4 separate regions of the Mus musculus genome follow, and regions 1, 3 and 4 are each linked to region 2. Evidence: chromatin contacts called from public promoter capture Hi-C data. All regions are on one chromosome and are shown on one strand. Each heading gives the region's core, a stretch centred on a gene start, on an enhancer-like site or on the middle of the called end of the contact. The rest is flanking DNA. Distances are from core to core; before and after follow the strand shown.

Evidence for each region. Promoter capture Hi-C pulls out the DNA fragments that hold promoters and counts their contacts. Capture Hi-C pulls out chosen DNA fragments and counts their contacts.
Region 1: a contact with region 2 is called in a promoter capture Hi-C map of adipose tissue. The contact joins the promoter of Ssr4 here to the promoter of Taz in region 2. A contact is called at or near these places in 5 of 39 promoter capture datasets (the SN4741 cell line, hippocampal neurons, liver and 1 more), 10 of 115 datasets of contacts at active chromatin or transcription factors (astrocytes, double positive thymocytes, effector CD8 T cells and 7 more) and 2 of 9 other capture datasets (adipose tissue and liver).
Region 3: a promoter capture Hi-C map of hippocampal neurons shows a contact between it and region 2, with 3 times the contacts expected there. The contact joins the promoter of Pdzd4 here to the promoter of Taz in region 2. A contact is called at or near these places in 2 of 39 promoter capture datasets (hippocampal neurons and liver) and 1 of 484 Hi-C or Micro-C datasets (embryonic stem cells).
Region 4: a contact with region 2 is called in a promoter capture Hi-C map of hippocampal neurons, with 4 times the contacts expected there. The contact joins the promoter of L1cam here to the promoter of Taz in region 2. A contact is called at or near these places in 4 of 39 promoter capture datasets (hippocampal neurons, liver, neutrophils and 1 more).

Annotation. Positions count from the first base shown.
Region 1 is chrX:73,785,591-73,788,576 of GRCm38.p6, forward strand. It overlaps Ssr4 (signal sequence receptor, delta), which reads left to right and starts at 1,433. Exons shown (of 6, transcript NM_001166480.2): 1 at 1,433-1,716. The coding sequence starts at 1,650. Idh3g (isocitrate dehydrogenase 3 (NAD+), gamma) reads right to left here and starts at 1,307. Exons shown (of 13, transcript NM_008323.1): 1 at 1,185-1,307. The coding sequence starts at 1,265.
Region 2 is chrX:74,281,354-74,284,053 of GRCm38.p6, forward strand. It overlaps Taz (tafazzin), which reads left to right and starts at 1,365. Exons shown (of 10, transcript NM_181516.6): 1 at 1,365-1,763; 2 at 1,919-2,047; 3 at 2,295-2,340; 4 at 2,579-2,664. The coding sequence starts at 1,655. Dnase1l1 (deoxyribonuclease 1-like 1) reads right to left here and starts at 273. Exons shown (of 8, transcript NM_027109.3): 1 at 168-273.
Region 3 is chrX:73,823,588-73,826,287 of GRCm38.p6, forward strand. It overlaps Pdzd4 (PDZ domain containing 4), which reads right to left and starts at 1,382. Exons shown (of 8, transcript NM_001029868.2): 1 at 695-1,382. The coding sequence starts at 754.
Region 4 is chrX:73,879,297-73,882,096 of GRCm38.p6, forward strand. It overlaps L1cam (L1 cell adhesion molecule), which reads right to left and starts at 1,538. Exons shown (of 29, transcript NM_008478.3): 1 at 1,398-1,538.

The sequences.
Region 1 (2,986 bases), core at 183-2,682, 500 kb before region 2:
CTTGGTATCCAAGCTTGGAGGCAGGTGCCTTTACCCACTCAGCCATCTGGCTGAACCAGAAGTCCCTATTTTAAATAGAATTTCATGTAGCATATGTAGCTCCCTTCCCCAAACAAAACAAGACAAAACAAAAAAGCCCCCAAGACCCCAACAACAACAACAACAAAAAACCCCATGGCATTCTGGAAGGTCAGAGTCAGCAAATGCTTTGAGAACATAAAGTCCTCTCTCCTCACTGGAACCCAGAGAGAAAAGAGAGCTGGCCTAATGCCATATTCTAGGTCAGTGGAAGAGCAAGGCCTAGAGGTCATAGCTCTTATTCCCCAGAGCTAGTTGTTGGTTTTCTGGTGCTAAGCAGTGCTACCCAGGAGCTAAACCAGCTAACCAAGACTCCAAAGAAAGAACCAGGAAAGCAAAGCCCTAGAAGCTTCCAGTCTTAGAACCCTGGTTCACTCTCATTACAGGGGTTTGGGCTTGTTTGTTGGCCTTTTGGTTAGAATCAAGTATCTAGGTGCTTGGTAGGCGGAAGATCTGGAGGGATCAAGGATTATGGATAGCCAGATGGCGGCGGTGCATGCCTTTAATTAATCCCAGCACTTGGGAGACAGAGGCAGGAGGATTTCTGAATTCAAGGCCAGCCTGGTCTACAGTGTGAGTTCCAGGCTACAGAGAGAAACCGCGTGTTCGACGAGACAGAGAGAAACCGGGAGAGGGAACGCGGGGACACAGCGAGAGACACACAGCGAGAGAGATACTGATAAAGTCTGATTTTCCACCTCCACTAGGGCAAAGCAGTCTAAGAGAGGGAAAACCAAGGAGGAACTGAGTCCAGAAACAGGCTTAGATGGTACATGCAAGGTGGGCCAGGACACGTGGCCTCTTCAAAAGGGCTTCCACAAGGACACTACGGAGGGGACACCTAGCTACTGCGGTCTACCTTCCCAACCCTTCCGGAGGAAGGCACAGAGGAGCCAGATCAGAGTCAATTTCGGCCAACCGCCTCACGGACAGCAGAAGCAACCAGTGAACCCCAGAGTGCAGCCCTCTCCCCGCCCCTCCTATGGCTCGCACAGCCAATCGAATTCCGTGTTTGCTCAAAGAGCCGTTACCCGACTCCGGGTCTCAATTGGGTGTTAAGTCCCTCTGTAAGCCTGCAAATGTCCCACCGCCCATTCACCACTCACCTCCCAAGGACGGCAGAGGAGAGTTGGCTTGAGCATTGCCTTTGCAGCACCGCCAGCAGCTATCGCCACCTTCAGCGCCATGACGAAAAGTGAGGACCTCTACAGGTCAAAACATTAAGCACCGTTCTCGCGACAGTTGGGGACAGCGAGAAATCCGGGGTATGGGTTGAGAAAACGCTAGCATTACGCACGCGCACAGTCACACCGGTTCTTACGCCCCCTTCCGGTGCCTAGAGCACTGTTCCGCCATCTTGGGGAGGGGAAGGCTGAGAAGGAGGGAAGTGCGACCGGTTGGGACCCTGGCTAGGGAAGCGGACACGTCAGTGCCGCCAGCGACGTCACCATGCCCGACCCAGCCCGCCGACGCACGATTGGGTGCTGAGGCCGCTTACGCGTCGCGCTTCCTCGTCTGCTCCGCATGTCCAGGGTGGCTTGCTCTCTTTTCCCCTCGGAAGAGAAGAGGCGATGGCGGCGATGGCATCTTTCGGCGCCCTGGCACTACTCCTGCTGTCTGGCCTATCTTGCTGCTCAGGTAGCGGCCTGGCCGGAGCTTGTTTCGGGGCGCGCCCCTGCTGTTGGCAGGTGGTGCTGGGGGGAGGAAGGGTGTGCGCGAGGTGGGGATCTGGCCCTTCCCGGGGCTCGTCGCTACTGACGGGATCTTCCCCCGATGGGTGTTGTGTCGTGGCGACCAAAGCACCACACACACGTTTACCCGACAGCCAGGTTGCTTCCTTGTCTGCTTTTGGGAGAACCCCCAAAGCAGTACCATGCTCCGACCACCAGCTCCAGCAGGGAAGGTGATATGTATGTCCCTGGTTCCTGTGTCAAAAGGTAGTCGCACAAGAGCAGTGCTGGCAGCTACGAACCAATGCTGCATAGGCCAGGCTTCCCCAAGAGAAACCTAAGAGAGGGAGGCAGATCAGAGTAAGGGCACTAGGCGAGTTAGATAGGGAACCGATGAAGTGAGCAAGGGCTTTTAGTGCCCAGAGCCTCGACTTTTTGTGACGCCTTGGTATATCCCACCCCAAAGTTCATAGCAAAATTGAACCGTGCACAGACCCGTTGATATTTGTGAGACATCTGTAACGTGGTAGTGGGGCTGAGCTCAATCTGGAGTGCCGGCATGTGTTTTGAAAGATGTTAGCACCTCAGACCTGAGAGCCTGAACTAAGGACGATTTGGTTTCTGTACATACAGGTAGCCTCTGGCCATCCCTTCTACCCACCCCTCAGAGAATCCTTCAGTCTGTTGCTAGCAGTGTCTTAAAAAGACAAACCTGGCTGTAACATCTATTAGGGGTTCCATAGTGTCTACAGGGAAAGGCCCAGCTGAGCAGGTCACAGAAGGGTTGGTGGAATATGGCCTTGAGAGCCATTCCCAGGCATTTTCCTCCTGCCATTTATGCCGGTACAAGGTCTTCTCTAGCTTAATCGGTCATTCTTTCAAGACATCACATTTGGAGAAGAGTTGGATGAAAACTTTTCCTCAGGGGTGTTTAGTTTACAGGGGCAGGTTTGGTGTTTGGGCCCAGAATTTACTTCTCTCAGGAAACACTAGAACCAGTCTTGACATTCTGTCACCTGGATGGGTCTAGAGACCCTTATCTTGAAAGTCCCTGTGTGTTAACAACACCCCATTTAGTGTCTGCAGAATGCTTTCAGTAGGCTATTGAAGAAGCTCTGAATTGAGGCTGCCTTGACCTACTGGGCTTCTGGGGTACTTTAGGAGCAGGTGAGCTGCTTTGTGGCCTCCCTATCATAGATTCAGATACTAATTTCATCAGCCTCCTGCCTGCCTCAAAC
Region 2 (2,700 bases), core at 115-2,614:
ACCACTAGGACTCTGAGGATGAACCAGAAAGAATAACTGTTCCTGGCCTCAGCATAATGCTTCCTAGTCTTCCAAAGACAGCTTTAGCTTGAAATTCCCTTTCCTTCTGAAGTTCCTCCCCAGTAGAGACAACCTCCTCCCTTTCCCTACCCGCAGGATTCTCATACCTCCACAGCCCAAGTCGGCCCCACGCCTGCCTCAGCGTTGAACCGAATAAAACATTCCACTCCACAGAATCGCAGCTCCAGCCAAGGCGGGTAAGGACGCGCAGTTGGGTGTGTGTGGGGGGGAAATGGGAAGAAGAGGCGCGGGTTTCCAGACACACCCAAAGGGGCCGGCTCCACAACTTTCCCGTCCCAAGTAGCAAGGCTGAGCGCCACCCTTCAGCCCAGGAGCTGGTTTCCAGACCCACCCAAAGGGGCGGGCCATAAGCAAGGCTGAGCTCCACATCCCTGTCCAGTAGGCTGTGCCTGAGAACTGGCTACCTGCTGGCCCACCCCGCCCATGATGGGTGTTTCTTTTGCCAAGCGAATAGCAACTTGGGGAGCTGGCGGCCTCTGCTCGACGAATCCGCCTGAAAGCAAGTCGAGGAAGCGTCCTTGCTTGTTGTCGCAAACATGCCTACTATCACCCGTGCCAAGAAGCAGCAGTCTATCATTGAACAGTTACCTGGACCTAGGGAAAAAGGTGAGGTAGGCTTGCTCATTCTTTGGCCAGTTCCCCTGCAGCAAAGAGCAGAGCAGAGGCAGTCTTCTCTCAGGGTCCTCAGGCCCTGAACCACAATGTTGGTGCGCACTCCCAAATTAAGTTTGCCTGTGTGACGACTGCTCAGAAAACCCAAAGCAAAGGACCTTATGCACAGGATGGGTAGCGCGACTGACCTGTTCAGGTCCCCACTGGAGTGGCAGTTTAGAAAAATGCCTCATGGCAGAAATTTGTTAGTTCTGGTACCACATGAATACTAGGCAAATGCTCTATCGTGGAGATAACCAAATGCCCCAACCCCCAGATCACTGGGAGAAATAGTACAATAAAAGGCAGAGAATAATAGACGCGGACACCCGATGCCCTTTTCCGGTCTCTGTGTGAGCCTTCAGAAGCATGCATAACCGGATACACATCGGGTGGGACAGGGAAAGAGAACAAGTAAAAAGTTTCCACCAGCCTACGACTTGCGTAGCTTCAGGTAATGGTGCTGTGTAGCTAATGTCGCCTGTAGACACTAGAATTATGGAATCAAAGAGACGCAGCACTGCTTAAGGCGGTTTGGAGCCAAAACCTTGACGGGGGAGGGGCCGGAGCGAGGCTGGCGTAGACCCGCCCTGGCAGCCGTCAAGCAACCTAGGCATGTTTTGCGACAACAGGCAAGGACGCTTCCTCGAGTTGCTTTCCGGCTGATTCGTCGAGTGAGGCCGTCAAGACTTGGTTTCTAGTGCGCATTGCTTTGTACAGCAGTCCCGTCTCGTCGCCTGAGCAGCGGCTCTTCTCTATCCAGAGAACAGTGCTAGGGAGGTGCTGAGCTGTTCCACCAGGTGACCTTAGTCTAGTCCTCTGCCAGTCTGTTGGAGATCCTTCTCCTGAGTGGTAGAGGACATCGGCTGGCCTGGGGCAAGAGGAACTCTGGGCTCCGGGGGCGGGGCCGGAGCCGGAGGAGATGCCCCTCCATGTGAAGTGGCCATTCCCCGCGGTGCCCCGGCTCACCTGGACTCTAGCCAGCAGCGTCGTCATGGGCCTAGTTGGCACCTACAGCTGCTTCTGGACCAGTGAGTGGCAAAAGGCCAAGGCAGAGTCTGTTCACAGGCCTCTGGCCTGGCTGGGGGTTTTCGGACTGGGAATATGGCAGGGGCTTTTCTGGCACAGTAAGAAGCCTCGGGCAGGTGGAAATGACCTAGAGCTTGGGACTGACTTCTCTTCCCAGAGTACATGAACCACCTCACCGTGCACAACAAGGAAGTGCTGTATGAGCTCATTGAGAACCGAGGCCCTGCCACCCCCCTTATCACCGTCTCCAACCACCAGTCTTGCATGGATGACCCTCATCTCTGGGGTATGGTGCCAGTGTGCTGGGTTCAGGGAGGCAAAACAAGAACAGGCCCCCACCAAAGACAGATTGACTTCCCACCAGGCTCTTTTGAAAAACTTTACCTTGTTTGGGGGATATACTGCCTAACTGCTGGAAGTTTTGTGTGTCCCCCTTAGGATTCCTCCAGGGAATGTGATTTAGACAGGATATCAGAAATTTAAAAGGAGTGTGGAAGTAGCCATGTCACATCAAGGACTTTACTTTTTCACAGGGATCCTAAAACTCCGCCACATCTGGAACCTGAAGTTGATGCGTTGGTGAGGAGGAATGGGCCCCTTGAAGTGACCCATCCATTTCTGCCCAGATTTGCCTTTCTCTGCTCAGGAGTTGGCATCCAGCCTTCCAGGAAGGGCATGGGTGGGGCTCCTTAGGGCCTTCTCTTGGAGCTTCATTCTGTATGGCAGTGATGGCAGGCATTATATTGGGTGGGGAGAGTTGGGGACAAGCAATGGGAAGTCTTGGAGGCAGGGATGATTGGGTCTATTGCTGCTCTAGGACCCCAGCAGCTGCAGACATCTGCTTCACCAAGGAGCTGCACTCCCATTTCTTCAGCTTGGGCAAATGTGTGCCTGTGTGTCGAGGTGAGCTGCTCCTCTGGGAGGCATGTCCAGGCCTCC
Region 3 (2,700 bases), core at 132-2,631, 460 kb before region 2:
GCCCCGCACGCGTCGCTCTCAACACCCTCCTTGTCCTCAAGGCCCAACAGGCCAAAGCGGATGCCAACAGGCAGAGCACGTGCTGGGCACCACCGATCGATCCCCGCGTCACCCACTCACCCAAAATGCCTGAGGCCCTGAAATCGACAGTCGTGACTTAGTCTAGAGAGTGGATGGGAAAATGGGTACTCAAACCCAGCTCCATTGACGACGTTTTAAATCTGGCCTGCCAGGCCCGGGATTCGGCCTCTGTCCCGCAGGCACTTCACTGCTTCTTTGGGTCAGGCTCCAACCCTGGGACCATGTGCCGGGAATCCAGACCGTTGCTATGCAACCTCCATCCCGCGCGGGCCACTGAGCGCCTCACTGTCCCGGGACAGAATCTTAACTTCCCACCTGGGCTGATCTGGACACATGGTTAGTGGTCGTTACGCACTCGGAGTGCCAGGTGATGTGCCTTGAACACCTACATATCTTCTTCACCCAGTTCCTTCCATCCCTGGATGGTTCCCACAGGGCGCCAGCACCCAGCAACCCATAATCTGAGGGCGAGATCAGCTCCCTACCTTTTTCTCTCGAGCCCTCTCGCCCTCCCACACCTGCCTTTCTTGACTCTACCTGGCCCTCCCCCTCGGGGTTTACAGTTTTCCTAGGTCCGGCTGCGACCCTCTCCCCAGCAGCCCAGGCGCCCTACCTGAAGCATCACTTTGTACTGCTCCTCCGGTTTCTGGACCACACACATATTACATCCCATGATGCTGGCCGGCGAGGGAAAGAGGAGAGCGGGAAGAGGAAGGTATCTTTCACTGGCCAGTGCGTGGGACCACGGGTCCCGGGCCTGGGCCCGGGGCCATACCTTACCCCGGGGGGCCGAGCCGCCTAGCGGGGGAGGGGGGCACGCCCCCAAGAGGAAGGCAGCTCCAAGCCTCTCGACTTAACTCTTTGCTGGCCGAGGCCAGACACAGGCATGCTCCTTCGCACCCAGCCAGGGGAAAAAAAGGGCGGCGGGGGATGGGCGGGCGCGCCGGGCGTTGCCTGGCTACGGCCCCCCCACCCCAGGAGGCGCGGGAGCGCGCCTGCCCGCCGGGGCCGTCAGGGGCTGTCAGGGGCCGTGGGCCACACGGCTCCCCGCCCGCGGGGCCGGCCGCTGCCGCTGCCTTTGCCGCTGTCGTCTCCAGCTCCCGCCCATGGCCATCAGCCCCGGGAGTCCAGCCTCTGGGCTTGGCGACGTGGCCCGGCCCGCCGACGGAGAGGCGGCCAGGCCCACGCCAGCTGTAGCCTCGCAGGGTCCCGCTTCTCTAGCTCACGGCGCTCTCTCAGAGCCTGGCCCACAGCCGGTCGCTTGTCTCCAGCTCCTGCCTGGAACACCGGAACGCGCGCGCGCGCGCCCGCAGCAACAGCGGGGGAGGTGTGCGGAGAAGGGGCGCACGCGCGTGGGAGAAGCAGAGGCTGGGTGCGGGCGGGAGCGGCAGGGGGCCTCAGGAGTCGGCGCAGGGAGCTGAGGGCGGGGCCTGAGTCCCTGAGACCAGATAATGCCAATGTCCGAGGGCGAGGTGTCTAGTGGACCTGTCTGCTAGGTGTGTCCCTGAGAAAAGAGGATCCTGTCTGAAGAAGAAGCTTCCCTGGACTCCTGAAGAGAGTTCAGGGCCTTGGTCTCAAGGAGAGGCTATTTCACCCCTTTCCCAGGTTCTAAATGTATCAGCCCCAATGTCTGTACTCCTTCCTCTGTCTCTCTTTAAAGACTGGTTCCCTGCTTTAACTGAGCCATTCCCTTGCTATCTCTGAAACGGATACCTTTGTTTAGAAGAAAAACGTGGGGGTGCTGTAGGTGGCAAGAGAACTACAGAGAAGCCTCATTCTTTGGGGCCTTTATGGGCACCCCCCTTGCTTGCACTGAAACCGCTGTCTGTTTCTCAGTTCCAGCCTTCCCTCCTCACACTTCTCCTTTAGCCTCTTCCCTCCCACAGGCTGCCCCTCTTCTTGATAAACCAGAGGAAAAGATGGCCTTTGGCTAGATAACAATGACCGATTGAAAGCTAGGTTCCCAGAGGCTGCCTGAGAGAGCTGCTTAGCCCTCTTACCTGCAGAAGATCCTTTGATAAAATTGTCTGGTCTTTATCTCCAGGCTCTGGCGAGTGAGGGGATTTATAACAGCATAGAAATGTTTAATTAACAGTATTGGGGGAGGCTGCTTCAATACTTTTCCTTTCCACCCCCACTTTGGTTCAAAAGACAGAAATAGGAATAACCTGAAATCCAGAAAGGAAGTATGAGTGCTTATAAACTGTCTTTCCCAGAAAGCAAAACTTGAGCCTTTCAGGAGATGACCAGTAGATCTTCCTGAGGAATACCCTTTTTGAGAGCTCAGTACAAATGTCTGTGGATGGGAGGCACTGTGTTTAGATCAGCCCCGGGGAGAGGAGATGGACCCTAGTCCTTCCACCATGGTTACTGCCACAACAGCCCCCTCTGCCCTGTAATTTGAGCTTCCTCATGCCTACAGCATAAGATCTAGATCACCTTACTTCAAGAGCAGTCTCTTAGAAATATCCTCTCCAAATCTTTTTACCTTCTAATTGTATGTATTTCACCAAGGTCCTGACCAGTCATCAAAAACATTTTCCCCCAGCCTAGCCCACAGAACTTAGCACAAGTCTTTCTTCCTTCCTTCCTTCCTTCCTTCCTTCCTTCCTTCCTTCC
Region 4 (2,800 bases), core at 288-2,787, 400 kb before region 2:
TTCGCCATGTGGCCACAGACCCTTGAGGGTGACTGAAGGATTAGTGCCTGAATGGTAAGCAAGTATATACAGTGCTGCGTAGATGTTGGGCTAGGTAAGAAGCTAGGGTTGTCAAGTCCCACCATCTGCAGCAAGGGGTCCATCAGAGCTGAGGCCTTGGGCAAGCCCCACCCTAGCCACCCTACTAAAGGACCATAAAGGTGGGAAGAAAGGCTGCTGGATCTATTCACCACAAGGGCCATGTGAGTCAGCAAAGACAACACTGGGCTGCTAGTAACCGCTACCACTGGAGTTGCATTAATCAGGATCAAGACATCTACCTGAAAGGGGTGCCAGGCCCCCAGACAGATGGTGGTCCTGCCTCCCTGAGACAGATGGATAGGGGTTATAGACACTAGATCAGGAGGAGCAGTGGGCTATATCTGTTATTCTTTTCATTTCCTATCAATCAACACCCTAAAACTCTGAACCAGATAGAAGGGAATAAGGTATGGAAACGTCCCTCCTCCCATAATTAAACAGAGTATAAAACAATGTCTAAAATCGCTCCAGTCTCTACAGAAAGAGTCCCAGGCACCTTGCTTCCAGAAGTCCCTTGTCCTAAGCCAATGAGGCCCTTCTTCCCTTATTTTTACCTGATGGACCCATGGTCCACACCCATGTGCATCCACAGGCACATCAGTGAGTGCCCAAAACCATCTCTCTTAGTGTAGTCTTTATTGGCCAAAGAACCTAAGGGAGGTTCTGTGCCTGAGAGGAGACTGGTTTTGCAGTGCATTTGAGGGGATCCCCGGAGGGAATTTGGAAAGGAGGAGGTGAAGAACAAAGCCCCCTCCCCACTTTGGGGTGGAGGGGCAGGCAGCGCCCATCCATCCCTGATCCTTCTCCTCCTCCCATTACCGGAGGAGCTTCGCTCAATCTCCCCCACACCATGCTAGACACTGGCTTCTCCCCCACCCCAGCCGCAATCAGGACTTTAGATGGGGATGAGGAACAGCCACGCCCAGAGCCACACCCCACAGCGGTCGACTGGGTTAGATGGACGTTCTGCTGGGTTCACATTTCCTTCCTCACACGCATACACCCACAGGGATATGCCAACTTCAGCTCCACTTGCCCATACAGAACCTGCCTGACCACTCCTGTGCCCCTCCCTAAGCATGCATTTGGGGAGCCGCCCAGTTACCCCTCACCTGTCGAGCTCTGGCACCTAGCCACTTTCTCCAACCCCATTCCAGATCGCAGGGCTCAGAGCTCGGTGCCTAGCATGCATGGGTGGGGCTCCAGCCTTCCTACCGAGGAGGCACGAAACCCACTCCCTCTGAGCCTGAGGCGGGCTGGGTCTGGAACGTAGATGGTCGCTGCTGCGGTCAAGGGGACAAACCAGCCCACCTTACCTGCGCCGATCAGGTTGCCAGCTCAGTCTCTGTGCACGCCGACCTCGGACCTGCCACCCAGCGATGCCGCTGCCGACGCGATGTTGCTGCTGCTGCTGCTGCGGCGGCGGCGGCGGCGGGCGGGGCAGCGTGCGCGGGGAAGTGGGGGAGGAAGAGGGAGGGGGAGGTAGTGAGATCACCTCCCCCGCAGCAGGCCCCGCCTCGCCACACCCTCGTTCCTTGTTTCATCTGAACCTGGCCGCAGAGCCCCGCGCGTGATAGGGACCTCGTGGGGGGGGGGGGTCCTCTTCAGGAGCTCCAGCAGTCCCAGTATCCCCGAGATGAGAGTGACCCCCAACCTCACTATCAAGGATCCCCGCCGCCCTTGAGGCTTATATTGGAAGTCATTTGCAGAAGTATTCTCGGGATCTCGGGGCTGGACAGTGGGGAGAGGATCCAGACTGGGAACCAGATTACCTCGCCTCCACTTGGCCTTCGAGGGCTCTGGCTAGTAATGGGCATTCATATACCATTAGGTCCGGGCCGCGCCCTGGTCATGTGTTTGAATGTATCCGCACTCTCAGGGCAGAGCGCCTCTTGGAACCCCTGCCCAGCCACGACGCTAAGCCAGGGCTCTTCAGGGATGTACGCCTGAACCTGAGTCCCCAGCCTGCGAAGGAGGTGTGGCGAGGCACACCATACAGTCCCTCCTAAACACTAGGTCCCAGATTAGGCTAGAAGGGAAAGTTCTCAGAGAGAGCGCCCTTCAACCTGAAACCCCCTACTTCTGATCTTCCTCCCACTTCCCTCCTGCTCAGTGCCTTATTTCTTTGTCCTCGGGATTGGCCTCTTTCTGACCTTTCCTGGTCGACCTACTCTCGCTTACAGCCCTATGGGGAAAGCTTATGGAAAGGAGATTTTCCCAGTGGCGCCCCCTCCCAGGCTTAGGGCTGTGACCTCCCAAGCGAGGCGAAGCAGAGGGGGCTGGAATTCCAAAGTGAGTCCAGCTAGCTGAAGCTGCAGGGCAAGGAAGGCCTAGGGCCCAGATGGCAGATTGCAGCCCTGGTAGGTATGGTATTTTTATGAGCATGCCTGTTACTCAGTGAAGCATTCTGTAGGTCCTCTGCTCAGCCTGCCAACACTCCCCCAGTGGTGCAATGCCCTGATCCCATGAAAACACTTTTGGCACTCTGGCCTGGTTTCCCTTCTCATATGATCACCTCCTGCCAGCTTCCTTCCCATGAAAGAAAAACTTGGGGATGCCTGCTAGCACTCTGTGAAAGTCTGGATGTCTTTCCAGACATCCAAAGTGTACCATGGAGTCTTTAGGAAGAGTCATCTGAATGAAGTGGAGGCTTAAGCAAAGAGCTCAGAGGCCACTACTCCTTCTACAGGCCTGCCACTTGGCTCAGATGGATTCAGAA